Regions from separate parts of the Sus scrofa genome. Here regions 2 and 3 are each linked to region 1. A link is a contact called in public Hi-C data. All regions are on one chromosome and are shown on one strand. The core of a region is the stretch at or near the end of the contact, and the rest is flanking DNA. Distances in the headings are between cores, read along the strand shown.

Evidence for each region. A called contact is a pair of places that touch in the nucleus more often than the background predicts.
Region 2: a Hi-C map of subcutaneous adipose tissue shows a contact between it and region 1, with 1.8 times the contacts expected there. The contact joins two enhancer-like sites. A contact is called at or near these places in 2 of 47 Hi-C or Micro-C datasets (heart right ventricle and subcutaneous adipose tissue).
Region 3: a Hi-C map of fetal heart ventricle shows a contact between it and region 1, with 3 times the contacts expected there. The contact joins two enhancer-like sites. A contact is called at or near these places in 7 of 47 Hi-C or Micro-C datasets (embryonic fibroblasts, fetal heart ventricle, heart right ventricle and 4 more) and 1 of 2 datasets of contacts at active chromatin or transcription factors (skeletal muscle).

The regions. Positions count from the first base shown.
Region 1 is chr3:123,949,277-123,954,238 of Sscrofa11.1, forward strand. No RefSeq gene overlaps it. Among named protein-coding and RNA genes, the nearest start is that of TRIB2, 240 kb to the right of the region's middle. Within about 2 kb of position 2,470, at least 2 of the 83 cell types and tissues checked have an H3K27ac peak or open chromatin away from gene starts, as enhancers often do.
Region 2 is chr3:124,149,673-124,154,634 of Sscrofa11.1, forward strand. No RefSeq gene overlaps it. Among named protein-coding and RNA genes, the nearest start is that of TRIB2, 44 kb to the right of the region's middle. Within about 2 kb of position 2,784, at least 12 of the 83 cell types and tissues checked have an H3K27ac peak or open chromatin away from gene starts, as enhancers often do.
Region 3 is chr3:124,092,137-124,097,098 of Sscrofa11.1, forward strand. No RefSeq gene overlaps it. Among named protein-coding and RNA genes, the nearest start is that of TRIB2, 100 kb to the right of the region's middle. Within about 2 kb of position 2,720, at least 19 of the 83 cell types and tissues checked have an H3K27ac peak or open chromatin away from gene starts, as enhancers often do.

The DNA.
Region 1 (4,962 bases), core at 1,220-3,719:
GGAGTTTGGGGTTGGGAGATGAAAACTATTCCACTGAGAATGGATAAGCAGCAATGATGCCCTACTGTGTAGCACAGGAAACTGTGTCCAGTCTCTTGGGCGAGACCATGATGAAAGATAATATAAGGAAAGGAAAGTACGTGTATGTATGGCTGGGTCCCTTTGCTGTACAGCAGAAATTGGCACAACATTGTAAATCAATTATACCCAGATAATTTTTTTTTTTAAAAGGGGAGTTCTCATCATGGCTTAGCAGAAACCAATCTGACTAGCATCCATGAGGATGCAGGTTTGATCCCTGGCCTCGCTCAGTGGGTTAAGGATCCAGCATTGCCATGAGCTATGGTGTAGGTCGCAGATGTGGCTCAAATCTCAGTGCTGTGGCTGCAATGTAGGCCAGCAGCTACAGCCGCATTTTGACCCCTAGCCTGGGAACCTCCATGTGGCGTGGGTGCAGCCCTAAAAAGACAAAAAAAAAAAAAAATTAAAAAAGAAATATTTTGATAGCATGGAAAAACCTTTATATGTGAGGATTCATTCATTTCCTGGAACATTCTGTGGCCTGTGGCTTCCATGTGGCGTGCACTCTGTATTTCCAGGGATGCAGCAGGAAACAGGTAGACAGAAGCCCTGCCTCCCCACACGTGTGTACTGATGGGAGGAGAGGGGCCATGAACAACAGCGAGTGAAATAATATGGTTCGTCAGATAGGGGGAAAGTGCTACGGAGACAGAAGGAAGGTAGTGGAGGGACAGGAAGGCCTCAAAGGGGGCCGGGCCTTCTATGCTAATATCTTGGCAAGAAGGGATCTCAGGTACATAAAGGGTACAAGTAGGAAGGGCATTCCAGGCAAAAGGAACAGCAAGTGCAGACTGTCCAAGGGAGGGGATGCCTCACCTATGGGGGGAAAGTAAGGAAGCCAGTGTCTCTTTCTGGAAGGATGTGAGCCAAGGAGCAGAGGCAGCCAGAGGTTATTTCACATGATTACGTCAACTTTTCCTTTGTTTGTTTGTTTCAAAACCAAGGAAGGGATACTTTAGTCTTAGCACCAGGTTCAACTTTTATGAAATAATTCATGATTTTCCTTTTGCAACTGTGGAGGTTCCGTAAAAGTTCCGGATTGCTAACCAAGCTTCAAGACTTGGTACCCGGGAAAACCGTCACCTGAGAACCACTAAGGGTTGATTAATACCGAAATAATTCCCATTGCAGACTGAAAATTCCACCTATCTCCTGGAGCTGACATCTAAGATGGATCACCCAAGCCAAGTGAATCATAACAAATGAAAATGTTGGGGCACCTGTAATTAATTACTACCCAAATGCGATTCCCACCTTGGCTAAAGACAGCCCCAGAACCTATCAGGTCGTTCATCTTTCAGCTTCTTACACCAGGTTCATAATTTCATTTTCCTGCTGATTCCTCACAGAACCCACCACACGTCTTACATAATGATTTCTTTGGTTTTTAAGAGTATCATGTGTGAGATATATGCAATTAAAGGAAATTAAGCGTCCTGTGTCAATGAGAGCCATTCTCTGTGGGCTGAGAAGAACTGGTAGTTAGAGATAATTTTGAAGTCTATGATCTCTTTCCTGCCTTTTATCTTCTTGACCTTACTCGTAATGCTGTGAATTAGGTATTTTTATCATCATGATTATGATTCATATTTTATATGTGAGAAATGACGCACAAGGTGTTTAAAAAGATGTTCAGTCTTTCACCCTGCCTGTCATTGCAGTGTGTTTCACACCTTGGTGACCAGCGTGGTCTCGTTAACTATTTTAAATCCAGCAAAGAGTTCTGTGCTAAGTCACATAGTAAATAGAAAATAATTTTGGGGGGGAGTGAGTTGAGTTGCTCTTGGTGGGATGTCCTCTTCTCATTTCTTGTTCCCGCACATCCTGCGCTCAGAACTCTGCTCAGATGCCATTCATTCCGGGGAAATTCCCTTGGAAGGTCCTCCTTCTTGAGTATAATTTGTCCTCCAGCCTCCGTGCTGCCTCTGTACTTTGCACATCCATTATATTATCATTCTTTGTTACTAGAACTTCCAGTCCTGTGTGTCTCAGCAAGTATTTATTGAGAAAAGGGATTAGTAAGAGTCATCCATCACAAGCCCACACCTCATCTTACTCCCTGGTGAAAAGCTAAAAGCTTTTCCTCTAAGATCAGGAATAAGGCAAGGATGCCCGCCTGTGACACTTTTATTCAACAGAGTCCTGGAAGCCCTAGTCAGAGCAATTGGGATAGAAAAAGATGTAAGGCATCCACATTGAAAAGGAACAAATAACTTATCTCTATTTACTGATAATGTCATATTACACCTAAAAAAACCTCAAAGACTCCACCAAAAACTGTTAGAATTAATAAACAAATTTATTTAAACTGTGTATGTGAAAGCATGTAGCATCAACTCTGGCATCCACAGAATTTTATTTTACTCCGGTGTTCTCAACGGGACTGACTGTGCCTCCTTGAGAACAACTGACAGTGCCAGGGACATTTCTGCTTATCACAACTCAGTGCTGGCATCTAGTGAGTAGAGGCCGGGGATGCTGTTAAGCCTCATGCAATGTACAGGGTTGCCTCGGTGACAAATAACACAGACCACAAACGTCAGTATGGTTAAGGTTGAGAAACCCTCGTCTTGACTGTGGAGGAATAATATCGAAATTTTCATCTAAACAAATCTCAACCAATCTCTGTTTTATAATGATATCAAAATATTATCTGAAATAGATATCAGTCTTTCTCCATTAAAAAAGATATATATATATACATACATATATGCTACTTTATACCATTTTAGTATTCATCCTGAAAATAGAAGAAAACCTTACCATTTGTGACAAAGTGGGCATTAGGTTAAGTGAAATAAGCCAGACAGAGAAAAACAAATACTATATGATCTCACTTATATGTGCAATCTGATTTTTTTGTTAAAAAGTCGAACTCATAGAATAAAATGGTGGTTTCCGGGGGCTGGTGGGGGGTGTGGAAATAATAGGAGGGGCTGGCAAAAAGGTCCCAACTTTCGCATACAAGATGGGTAAGGTCTGAAGATCTCATGTAAAACACAGTGACTTAGTTGTACAACTGAAATTCCCTAAGGGAGTATACTCTATGTTGTCCTTATAATAAAATTAAAAGAGATGCCTATGAGAGCAGATGGGGTGGTGATCAGCTTGATGGGAATCACAGCATCACATTGTAAACCTCGAATATAATTTTGTCTGTCAAATATACCTCAATAAAGGTTAAAAAAAAAGATTCATAGAATAAAAAAAGGTTATTCATCCTTTTAGGAGCCTATCAGAACATATCATAATCTGGAAAAGTAATGATATGATAAACCTTTAGGAGTTTCAGAGACAGGTGTGGAAGAGTCCGCAGAAGTGGCCAACAGAAAGATATAAAAAATAACCTCAGCTTTTAAGGAGCTTGTCGTCTAAAATGCTGGTAAGGTGTCAGTTCAATCGAGGCCTCAGATGGAAGCAACACGTAGTAAGTGTATAAAAGAGGGAGAGACAAATGCTGTTAAAATTCAAAGGATGTGGTGATTAAACCTGGTTGTTGAGCCCAGGGAGCTGTTGGTGGAGGAAAAGCGTGTTTGGGAGAAGTTCTGAAGAAAGGAAAGGTCATTGGGTCTCCAGAGGTGTCATCTGGGAGCTGGGGAGGAGGGACGCCAAGGTCCAGGGAAGCGGAGGAGCAAACGCGTGGCGATGACAGGTGAATGGGGGTCTAGGATGTACGCGGAGTTTGGTCACCACGAGGAGGAGGAGAAAATGTCGGCGTCACACTGAGAATGTGGTCGGCAACGTTATCTGGCCGTGCTCCTTCTGATGGCGGGGCTCGCTCTTCTCGTGGGGAACTGGGATTGCAGGTGAAGGCTGTAGAGAGGCAGAGAGGGGACCGGCTTCCTGGGGGGTGAGGGGATCAGACTCCTCCCGGCACAGCATGCCGCAAGTGGGAGAAATGAACCCGATTTGGGGAGCTCTGCGAGAGAATCCTGGTCCTACCGCTGAGTCTGGGAGCTAAGCCATGTCTCTGAGTCTGTTGCCACATCTGTGTGATGGAGCCAGTCCCCCTTGCTGTACACAAGTGCTGATCTTCCTAACAATCCAGCAAAGTGAGAACCGTCACTGCCCATTGCACAGATGTAGTCGAGTTTTCCAGGGCACACAGAGACTAGCAGTCCCACACTTTAACCTCTTCCGCGTGCCCTTGTGTTCATTCACAAACAAAATCAATGCGATGTGCCTAAAGTTCCTTGCGCACAATGTTGTCCTTGCTTAGAAGGAAACCAGACTTGACTGCTGCATCCCTGAACCCTAGTTGCCTTCATTCTCTCGAGAACCTGGATTACACAGGCACTTGATCCATAGTTGGTGTTTCGCACTGGTATGAACAGATACATAACGTAAAATGAAGAGCTATGGAAGGATTCCTATGTGTATTACTGTATTCTTATAACAGTCTGTTTGGAGAGTTCGCAAAACATTCGCACGTTGCAGCTGTTGAATGCGTCCAGCTTCTGGACCTGGCAGCTCTTTTCCATGTACGGAAACGTGTTCAGGCTCTTTTGCTGCCTTCCTCGTACGTTTCTGCAGAGCACAGCGTGATGAATGTTTGCAGGGTCTGTAGCACAGTCCTGTAATAGAATAAGTGTCCATCAGATGTTATTGTGTTATCAGGATCGCCACCATTGCTGTCGTTATTATTTTGTCTTCCTCGCAGCTTGAGAGTCTCCAGGGCAGATGTAATTGTCCCAGTTTTACAGAAGGGGGACTTAAGGCTCAGATGGGATAAATGGCTGCCTTTAGCAGAGCTGCAACATGAATTTTGCTCTTTTACTTCATGATACAATGCTCTCCCCTTTGCCATCATGTCTCAGCATATCCATGTTAGATAATTCTTCCAGTTGGGAAAAATGTTGGCAGAAAGAAAAGTTAATGAGC
Region 2 (4,962 bases), core at 1,534-4,033, 200 kb after region 1:
TTCAACCAGGTCATATATGCGTCCAAAGATCCTTCATCCTCTTTTCATTACACTATTTTGAGCAACTTTGGCTGCACATTAAGGTTTTTTGTTTTGTTTTGTTTTTCTTGCATCAAAATTCTTGGAGTAAGGAGGTAATAATCCTCATAACCCCCTAATTCATCTTAAAAGGTCTTTTGTTCCAATACCGCCTTCCTAGTCTAAGCCTTTACCTTCCTACAGTAAGACTCTGTTACTGCAATGGCTTTCCTGATGCTAACCTCTCCTCTGTCCTCCTCAGATATTTTAATGACTCTATCAGGTCAGTATCTCCAGGACACAAGATAAATTGTTGTTGTTGTTGCTGTTGCTTTTTTTGGGGGGTGGGGGGAGGCATATGGATGTTCCCAGGCTAGGGGTTGAATTGGAGCTGTAGTTGCTGGCCTACACCACAGCCACAGCAACACAGGATCTGAGCCATGTCTACAACCTACACCACAGTTCACAGCAATGCCAGATCCTTAACCCACTGAGCGAGGCCAGGGATCAAACTCATATCCTCATGGTTGCTGGTTAGGTTGTTACTGCTGAGCCACAATGGGAACTCGCTCAAGATAAGTTCTTAAGCCCATTTTAGACTCTATCACTCTCCTTCCACTCTGCCTAACCCTCCCCAACTTTCTCCCAAGTTTGTCCAAGCAAATTTGATCTCTGCTCTTATTTGTGAGCCACACGAGAAGTCCACATCTCTGCTCTTATTCACTGAAGTGCCAGTGGCTATGGGCGCAGGGAGTAAAAAGAACACAGCCCCTGGAGCCACAGGATCTGGGCTCATTTTTTCCCAACTCTGCCACGAATAGTCTGTGAACCTGAACAAAGTCACTGAGACCTTGGAACCTCTGTTTCTTTGTCTCCAGAATGAAAACATTGACATTGACTCCCTAGGCTTGTTGGAGGTTTAAGAGATGTGATTTATCACAGCGAGCCTGGGGAAGTGAAATTCATTTGATAGTCATCAACCTAGCAGGCAATCTGCAGATAGGCTAGGCTTCTGATGAGAAGAAACTCTTTTTCACATTTATACCCTCCAGCTTCATTGAGCTATAACTGAAATATAATGTTGGGAGTTCCTGCTGTGGCTCCAATGGTTAAGAACCCTATAGTTTCCAGGAGGATACAGGTTCCATCCCTGGCCTCACTCAGTGGGTTAAGGATCCAGACTTGCCGAAAGCTGCAGCGTAAGTCACAGATGCAGCTCAGAACCCACATTGCTGTGGTTGTGGCATTGGCCAACACCTGCCATTCTGATTCAACCCCTAGCCCGGGAACTTCTATGGGCCTCAGGTAGGGCCCTTAAAAAAAAAAAAGGAAAAGAAAAAAAGCATGAGGGGGCAGGAAATGTAACAGTGAAAAAGTTTAAGGCGTACAGTGAGATGATTTGATATGCGTATATAGTGCAAAAAGATTGCCACAATAAAATTAGCATATCCATCACTCACAAAGTTACCCCTTGTGTGTGTGTGTGTGTGTGTGTGTGTGTGTGTGTGTGTGGTGAGAAATTTGAAATTTCCCTCCCTTTGCAACTTTGGAGGATGCCAAATAGTATTGTTAACCACACTCATCGTGCTGTACATTCGATCCATATGAACCTCCAGTTACAAGCTCTTTTTCTTTAAAGGCAGAACCTTCAATTCCATAGCCTTCAAATCATCTCTTTGGAAAAGATCATCTTTCAGGCAGATGCTCGCTGTCCTTTAAACTCTAACAGTGTAGATCAGCTCAACCTCAGGCCTGTCTGCCTGCCATCGATGCATCATTTTTCTCCTCCTCCTCCTCTTTCCCGTACAATGTGTTTCTCTTTTCTAATGAAGGTTCCCTCCTGATTTTCGCTGTTCTGAGCCCAAGAATACAACACTTGGAAGGAGATTCTGTGAATACACGCTGGGAAATGTGGGCCCCATGTCAAGAATGAGCGCCTCCAGCTCCGTCTAGACTGTAGACTGAGGCTCCGCAGGGAAGCGGTGGTGGCGATGCTGCCTGAGTCATTAGGTTCTTGGGCCGGGACCCAGGCTTGGCGCAGGCAGCCTGTGCGCCTCGTCAGCAGTGCTCTCCAGCTGGCACAGCCCGGCGCCCGATGACTTTACCGAGGCCAGCTTCTGTCTCCCGTTTCTTCGAATCTTTCACTTGTATGACATTGCAGGGAGCTGTGTTCTTCTCTGTGTAGATCCCCAGGACGATTTAAACAAAAATGAGGAAGCCGTCCCTTGCCAGATCTGTCTTCATCTCACCTGCCTACTCTTGAAGCGCTAAGCTCACGGGGAAATTTACCAAAGACCCAGCACACGCCGCCTCCACCCTCCCGCTATAAGTCTGATATCTGGCAAAGTTCACTGAACCCACCCTGGCTCCATTGTGTGTCATGGGGAGAAAGCCTGTGTGATTTCTTTTCAACACGAGGGTGGTAGAAGGTCAGGAAGGCAGGTTTAATTGCCGTGTCTGCCACCTCCGGCTAGAGGCCAGACTTCTCTGAGGAAATACATAATAATGTTGTGTTTAATTGAATCCAAGATGCCATTATTTAAGCCCTTCCAAGAAGGGGAAAAAAATGCTCCAATTAGACTGACACACTATTGACAATGAAATACATCCTGCAATCAGAGGTGTTAAAGTGTTAGAAAGGGGGGAAAAGTGTCTTAGAACAATGAAAAGTAGCACCTATCTTAAAAGAGTTCCCACAACGGTTCATTAAGATCATGCATCTGAAAGTGTTTTGCAAGCTGTCAAGTACCATAGACACGCTGTTACCTTTAACAGAGGCAGTCTGCTGCCATGGAGAAAGCCAGGGCTTTGAGGTCAGCCAACCTGGTTCGACTTCCAGCCGTATCACTTCCGGGCTGTGGAATCTTGGACAATTTTGTTTACCCTTGTGGCTCTCAGTTTTCTTCTCTGTAGAATGGAAAGAGTGATTCCGGCTCTGCTTCTCCCTCAAGCATAATATTCTAAGTATGGACGGGACATACTTATAGTGATACTTTTTAAAACAATGTGTCCGAGATTCCACTTGAACTGGGTATCGTGTATTTTTATTTGCTAAACCTAGCAACCCTAATGGAAATGACAAGGACCAATGGATGCAAGGGGCAGGGCGCTCTGGATCAGAGGAATAAGACCTGGGAATTTTCAAAGGGTAATATTAAAGGTGAATGAATGATCCTCTGTGGCTTGGGATTCTCCCATGCTTCCCTTGGGGGGTTAGAGACAGCAGTGGGGGGAGGGAGGCGCTTCTCAGAGACAGTGTTTGTGATGACTAGGGAGCAGCTGGGAGCGATGCAGAGGCAAATAGACACCATCACCGAGGGGTGAAAGCTTGGGTGGCAAGGACATCCAGGTGGTGCTCAGATGGTGTCTTGTGAAAAGCCAGGAGCAACAGTCACCAAATAAATGTCTTTACAAAAAAAAGAAAAAGAAAATAAAATAAATGAAGATGACTAAGTGAGTAATAGCTGCAGGAAGAAAACCCAAGAGCTGCATTGAGTAAGAACATGTTCCAATGTTTTTCAATAAATGATGGAAAAGCTGTAAATTATTCATTTGTTATTTTTGTAAGCTTTTCAAATCTATGATTTTTTTTCCCTGTTTTGTCTCCAGTTTTTGCATCCACCAGAAAAATGTTTCTCCTCCTTCATAAGTAATTTCTCTTTGCAAATGGAGTCTCAAACCACAGCAAAACTGCAAAGGTAAGGTTTGTTTCTCCCCTCGTGGGTCCCACTGGATGGAATCCCAGGTCACCTCTGGGCTTCATACTGCGACCTTGTTCCAAGGAGAAGGCAGAGTTTGTGTGGGATTTGGTTTGTTTTGATTTTGGGAGTTGCTAAATTCAGGTCTTTGATATTTGACCATGTTTCTGCACTATGGAAATAGACTTGGATTGTCGTCAGTAAGAAATGAATGGCATTTGTGTTTTCTCAGAACACACACAGACCCATGAATGAGGTAGACTGGGGTTACGGTTGCTGGTTTGCCTGTGGGGACACTGAGTCCCAGAGCCATGAGATGTAGCCCTCACTCTTGCACTGGTTGGAGAGGGAACTCAGGCTCTGGTGGCCCTCCTTCCTCTCTAGCTGTCTTGTCACTTAAACCATATGCACCTTCATTGCCTCCTCTAGGAAACACGATGACTATTTGCAGGAATATTTGTGAGGTTCATACTAATTCATAGGCATGAAAGTGTATTATAAACTGTAAAACGATATATCGAGATATATCAGTATGAGCCATTCTTATATATTTAGTTTATTGGCAGAACTAGGAGACATTCGGCTTTCTTAGATGAAATCTTTATTTCCCATTTTCAACCATGCACACTTGTGTATTTAAGAAGAACCAACCTTCCAATATTAAGTCTTATTCTTATAATAGGAATCTCTAGCCCTTTCTCTGGAGGCAGAACAAGCTAACCTTGACTTCGGGAGGCCCTCCTACAAGGTGAGGTCAGGTAGAACAAGTCTCTTTGGGGATTTTGACAGATCCAGAGAAGCTACAGAGAAACCAAAGGGCTTTAAGGAAACTTTGAATCTTTCATTGTTTCCTGTATGTTGAGGAAGAGGGTTGTTGGTCAAGAACAAACTCTTAAGAGCAAAAGATATTCAAAAATCTTTCTCAGTAAAATTTAAGTTTTGTTCAGAAAAGCAAGAGTGTTTTGGCAATATGAGGGTGGACTGCCAATTTAACAGGACTAATTTCCAAAAGCTACATGTGGAAAACAATATTGTCACATAATAATCAAACCGGCATAGTTTTCTAGAATCTGTATTATTAAAAGTACGATCTAGATATAGACATTTAGAGCCAGAGGAAATCTGAGTAATCATATAAACATGTTCTTGTATTTTGGATATTTTGAAAACAAAGTCCAAATAAGAAGAGATTTTGCAACCTATGGGAGTTCCCAGGCCAGGGATTGAATCTGAGCTTCAACTGTGG
Region 3 (4,962 bases), core at 1,470-3,969, 140 kb after region 1:
ATGCACAGGAGATAAGACCACCTTCCTGCTCTCTGTTTGCCTTCTAGATCTCTGATCCACTTTCGAGCCCATGCTTTGGTTATTCCACATCCAGACGGACGAGTCTATATGCAATAACGCCATCGGCCTGATCTGTCTGTGAAGCATCTTCACAATCAGCGTGGCCATTGTGTCTTAGCTTCGAGTTTTCAGCACTCTGCCTTGGGCCTGGTCAGAGGTGGGGCCTTGATCTCTTTGCTGAGCTCTGTGAACATACAGCCCAGATGTCCTTACTGCTCCAGGGTTCAGGTCAGCCTGGCTCCAACACCCAGTTTCATGACTTGGATGAGTTCAGACTCCTGCAGGTAAATCTGAGAATTCTAGCCTTTCTTGCTACTCCTCACCCTGTTTCTCCTCTGATATTTCACCTCCTCTCTTGGTTTTACATGCTCCAAACTGAGTCTAAAACTCTACCCCTTAAATAATCCTTATTCAAAAAATAAAAATCAGTTGACCTGATTTTATTATGGCTCTAATAAATGTTTCTGAAGATTCAAGGAGTTTCATCTCAAGTCTCTTGAATTCCAATCCACTGCTCTTTCCCTACACCCTTGAACCTCCAAGCGTGGTCCACTGACCACACACACTGGCATCGGCTGGAAGCTTTTCAGAAACTTAAGAATCTCTGTCCTTACCCTAGATCTACTGATCAGACAAAATCCCCAGGGGATGTAGAGAGAAACTACAGTAAGAAAACTCTGCCCAGAGGAAAGAGGAAAGCGGGAGACATAGTGTGTGTGTGTGTGTGTGTGTGTGTGTGTGTGTGTGTGTGTGTGTGTGTGTGTGTACGCGCACGCATGCATGCAAGAGTGGAGCACGGATGCACAGATGGAGGAATCTCAGTCTGGTACTGTCTGAGAAGACGGAGGAATGCAATAATAATAACTAGCTTTGCCTATTCCCCCTTTTTAAAGCAGCATTTCTAATACCAAGAGGCATAACTATCCCAGATAAGTCTCTGGGATGAGATTTAAATATAGGCACCAGATCAGACACACTTGTCATGCTTTAAACCAGATCCCAGAACCATGACAGAATGAAAGGAAGGGAGGAAGGAAGGAAGGGATGGAGGGAGGGAGGAAGGAAGGAAAAAGAAAAGAAAGACGAATGAAGGAAAAAAGGAACAATTTATATTTCTGGTTAATAAAACTGCATGCTTTTGCACTTAGAATATTAGCATGGACAAGGAGCTGTAAGAAAATGCAGAGTGGGAGGCAGGAGATCTATACTTCACAATAAATGCAGCACACTTCCTGAAAAACGTGAGTTCCCGGTTTCCTCAGAAGGGAGACGCTCCATTATGGGGAACAAAAGCGAACACATTTTTCTGTTTCAAATAGCCTGTCGTTTCCCTTTCAGCATTCAACATTCCCTGGAGATTTCTCACCCCAGAGATTAAAAACCTATGCTCTCTGTACATGAAAAACTCACTTATTCTTCATGCTCTGTGGCCTGCAGCAAAGTCTCACTCCTCATAACATCTCCATTAACTCTTACCTTCTGAGTTGTGTGTAGCTAAAAGTATCTAGTCAAATCTGGCTTTGAGAAAGTAATTTTTAGCAAGCTTGTACTAAATTATAACTCTTGTATTTTTAAGCATTCCTTTTGGGTTCCATATAAATGTAGGTTGAAAAACTGTGAGCGGGGGGAGGGGGGGGAAGCAAGACAAAAACAAAGCAGAAAACAAGCAACCAAATTTTTAAATATACATACACACGTGTATTTTATTTGAATGTACTCGTTTGCCCAGCTACGTTAGGTTTAATGCAAAGCAATTTCTCAAAGATCTCATTCTGATTTTGGAGGTGAAGAATTGCTGCTTGAGGAGGTCAATGAACCTCTCACAGGACAATAAACTAGAATTGGAATAAAAAGCTGCCTCCACACCAGGCCCTGGATCTCTCCACCGCACCACACTGCTGGTAAAAAGTGAAGCTTTTTGGAAGCAGCCTGTTTTCAAGCTGGCCCTGGGCACCTGACTTCCAACAGCAACTGTGGAAAACAATAAAGGCACTGAAATCCCCCGGGGTCCGGGGTGGGGGGCAGAAAAGGCCAGAAACAGGGGCGGTTTCCTGGATGGGCCCCTTGGGGTTCTGGGAATCCAGGACCAAAGTCAAGTCCGAGGGCCTGCCGGGCACTACGTCACTTCCGCTCGAAGGCAAGCGCTCTGCTCCCTCGTGGGGTTCCTGCGGGTCTGTGGGGACAAACCACGCTTCTGGACCTCATCTCTTGGGCTCAAGTTGGATGGAAGTAATGAAGTTGGAGATTCCAGCCGGCTGGAGGGAGGGACGGCCAACAAGTTTTGAACAAAGCCATCCTATTTCCTCCCCTGAGCATCGGCTTGAACAAAATGCTCCTTCTGCCAGAGATGACTGCCTGGGCTGAGCTGGCCCTTTGGAAAAGCCCTCCCAGACAGCAGCTGTAAATCACCCGGCTGCCTCCCTCCCTAAGCCCCAGGGCGGCCAAGGTGCAAAGAGTGATTTATCAGGCGGCTTCCAACACGGCTTAATTTGGGGAGGCAGGCTCAAGATGCCCAAGGGCTTTGCCAGCTGAGCCAGGATTCCCCAAAGAGGGAAGCAAGCAGAAGACATTTCTTGGAGGAGGGGACCCAACCTCTGGAACATCTGGGTCCCCCAGGGAGCTGGGACTTTAGGCCAGCTTTCCGTCTTCCCTCCTGCTTCTGTACGCAGAACTGGAAATCGTGGAGAGGTCCAGTCCGGAGGCAAGACGCCTTTCTCCCTCCACCCCCCAAGCTTCCTTAGACAGGAAACTTTAAATTGCTGGGATGGGCCACCCTAATTGCTACTCTTTTAATAACTCGGTTCACCCCTTGAAGTCTCTGTAAACATCTTGGAAGGAGTGTAGACCCGCAAAGAAAGGAAGCGAATGACTCACTTCTCCTTCAGGGAACTGGCTTCTGAGGAATCCGAGAAGAGTGAGTTAATCAACGCCCCCTCCCCTTAAGGCCCGCCTCTCCCAAATCCCGCGAGAGTTCCCGGAACCAACCCTCGCAGGTGTGTGCCTAATTTTCCCTGCTGCCTCCACCTGGGAGATTCTTGGTCTCCCTTCCTCTTTCTAACCACCGGGCTGCACCAGCAGAAAGCAGCAGCCCCACATTTGACTTTTTCCTTCACATCATGATTCTGGAAAGGACCTAGAGAAGTCATTTTGTTTTGTAAATAAGAATGCTGAGAGAACCCAGAGAGGTAGAAAGAGTTGCGGACGACAACTCCGCCCGGGACCAACAGAGCAAAGCCCCCCATCCCGGCCTCCGGTTTGCCCTCCCCCCAACTCCCGCCCCGTCCTGTTCCAGAGAACCCTGGGCTTTCCCTTAACCGTCCTCAGGTTTGAGATCTGGGACTTTGGGAGCCAGCCTGTCTCTGCCACATTGCAGAAGGGTTTTATATCTTTCCTCGCATCTCCATATGGAGTCAACAAGTGGAAAGAATTATTTGGAAACCAATGAAACAGAAAGGGATTGGGAAATACGCATAACTTCATCTGGACACATAGACTTATTTAAACGCCTGTCCTTGTGGTACGATGGCTTTATTTATGGTGGTTTGGGAAGTCAGATACCTGTGGTTTGCCAGAACCTCAGGTATTTGATTCAAGGGTAGGTGAGCAGGTCTCAGAGGTGTTGGCTGGTGGGTGGCAGAAATGAGAAATTTTCGATTTCCTCTGTCATGAAAAAATGGAGTTCCTGTTGTGGCTCAGCGGGGTTAAGAACTCAACTAGTATCCGTGAAGATGAAGGTTTAATCCCTGGCCTCACTTAGTGGGTTAAAGAATCCGATGTTGCTATAAGCTGTGGTGTAGATGCAGCTTGGATCCTGCATTGCTGTGCCATGGTGTAGGCCAGCAGCTGCAGCTCCAACTCCACCCCTAGGCCCCAAAAAGCAAAAAGCAAAAAAAAAAAAAACAAAAAAACAAAAAACAAAAAACAAAAAAAAAGAGTACTCCTTTGCAGGAGGGGACTGAGCTGTGGCAAGGCAGTCATCTCATTGCAAAATGACCAGCTTCAGGGCTAGCATTTTTTCTTAACATTGTGAGAGGCTCAGAACAAGAGGAAGAGAGAGGTGACCTGTTCCCAAGTACAGGACCCGAAATCCAAAGGCATCAGCAGCAGTTGTAGGTCAGATCTCAGAATCACGTGCAGCGGAGTTTAGAATGAAGCACACCAGGAGACAGAGAAGGGACTGTCTGTCTGTCTTGGGCACCACCAGGTGCCCCCAGCTGCTTCCAAGGGCTCACAGGTAAGTCGGTCTTTAGTGGGTGGAGCTTCTGAGATGCCAGTGGTAGATGGGGGCGGGGATTAACTCAAGAAGGTAGCTTCTTAGTGAACCAATGTATGATGAAGGAAGAGCTTTATTACAAATTAGTCAGGGCTAACATTGTTTTAATAGAGAGAATGATTCCTGAGAAGTTCTGAACTCTGAGGTGTTTGGGTATATGGCATTCCAGGACTTCAGCTACAAGTGGGTTCTAGTAAATGGGAATAAAGGATTAGAAAACCTAAATGGAGTAGGATGAGGGGTGAGCAAGCTGAAGTGGCCATGACAGTGGCCCCAGTGGGGCCTCAGGGGAAGTCCAAGCCATCAAAGATGTGGTTTGAGAGACACCAACCCTCAGCGATGGAGGCAGTGGTGGTGAGCGGTGTCTGACCTGGAATGTAAGCCATGGCAAGGCGCTGGGAGGCCAAGGGCATGAGAACAATCTGGGGTTTAGATAGTGCTCAAGGCCTTGGACTTTGCAGGTAGGCAGGCCTGGGTTTGAATTCCACCCATGTCATGGATGAGGCCATGGATCTCAGGCCAGTTATGTAAACTCCCTATGTCGCAGTTGTCTCATCTGGAAAGTAGGGATGATCATTTCTGTCTCATAGAGTTGGTTTGAAGATTGGTCATGGTGCTATTGTGGGTGG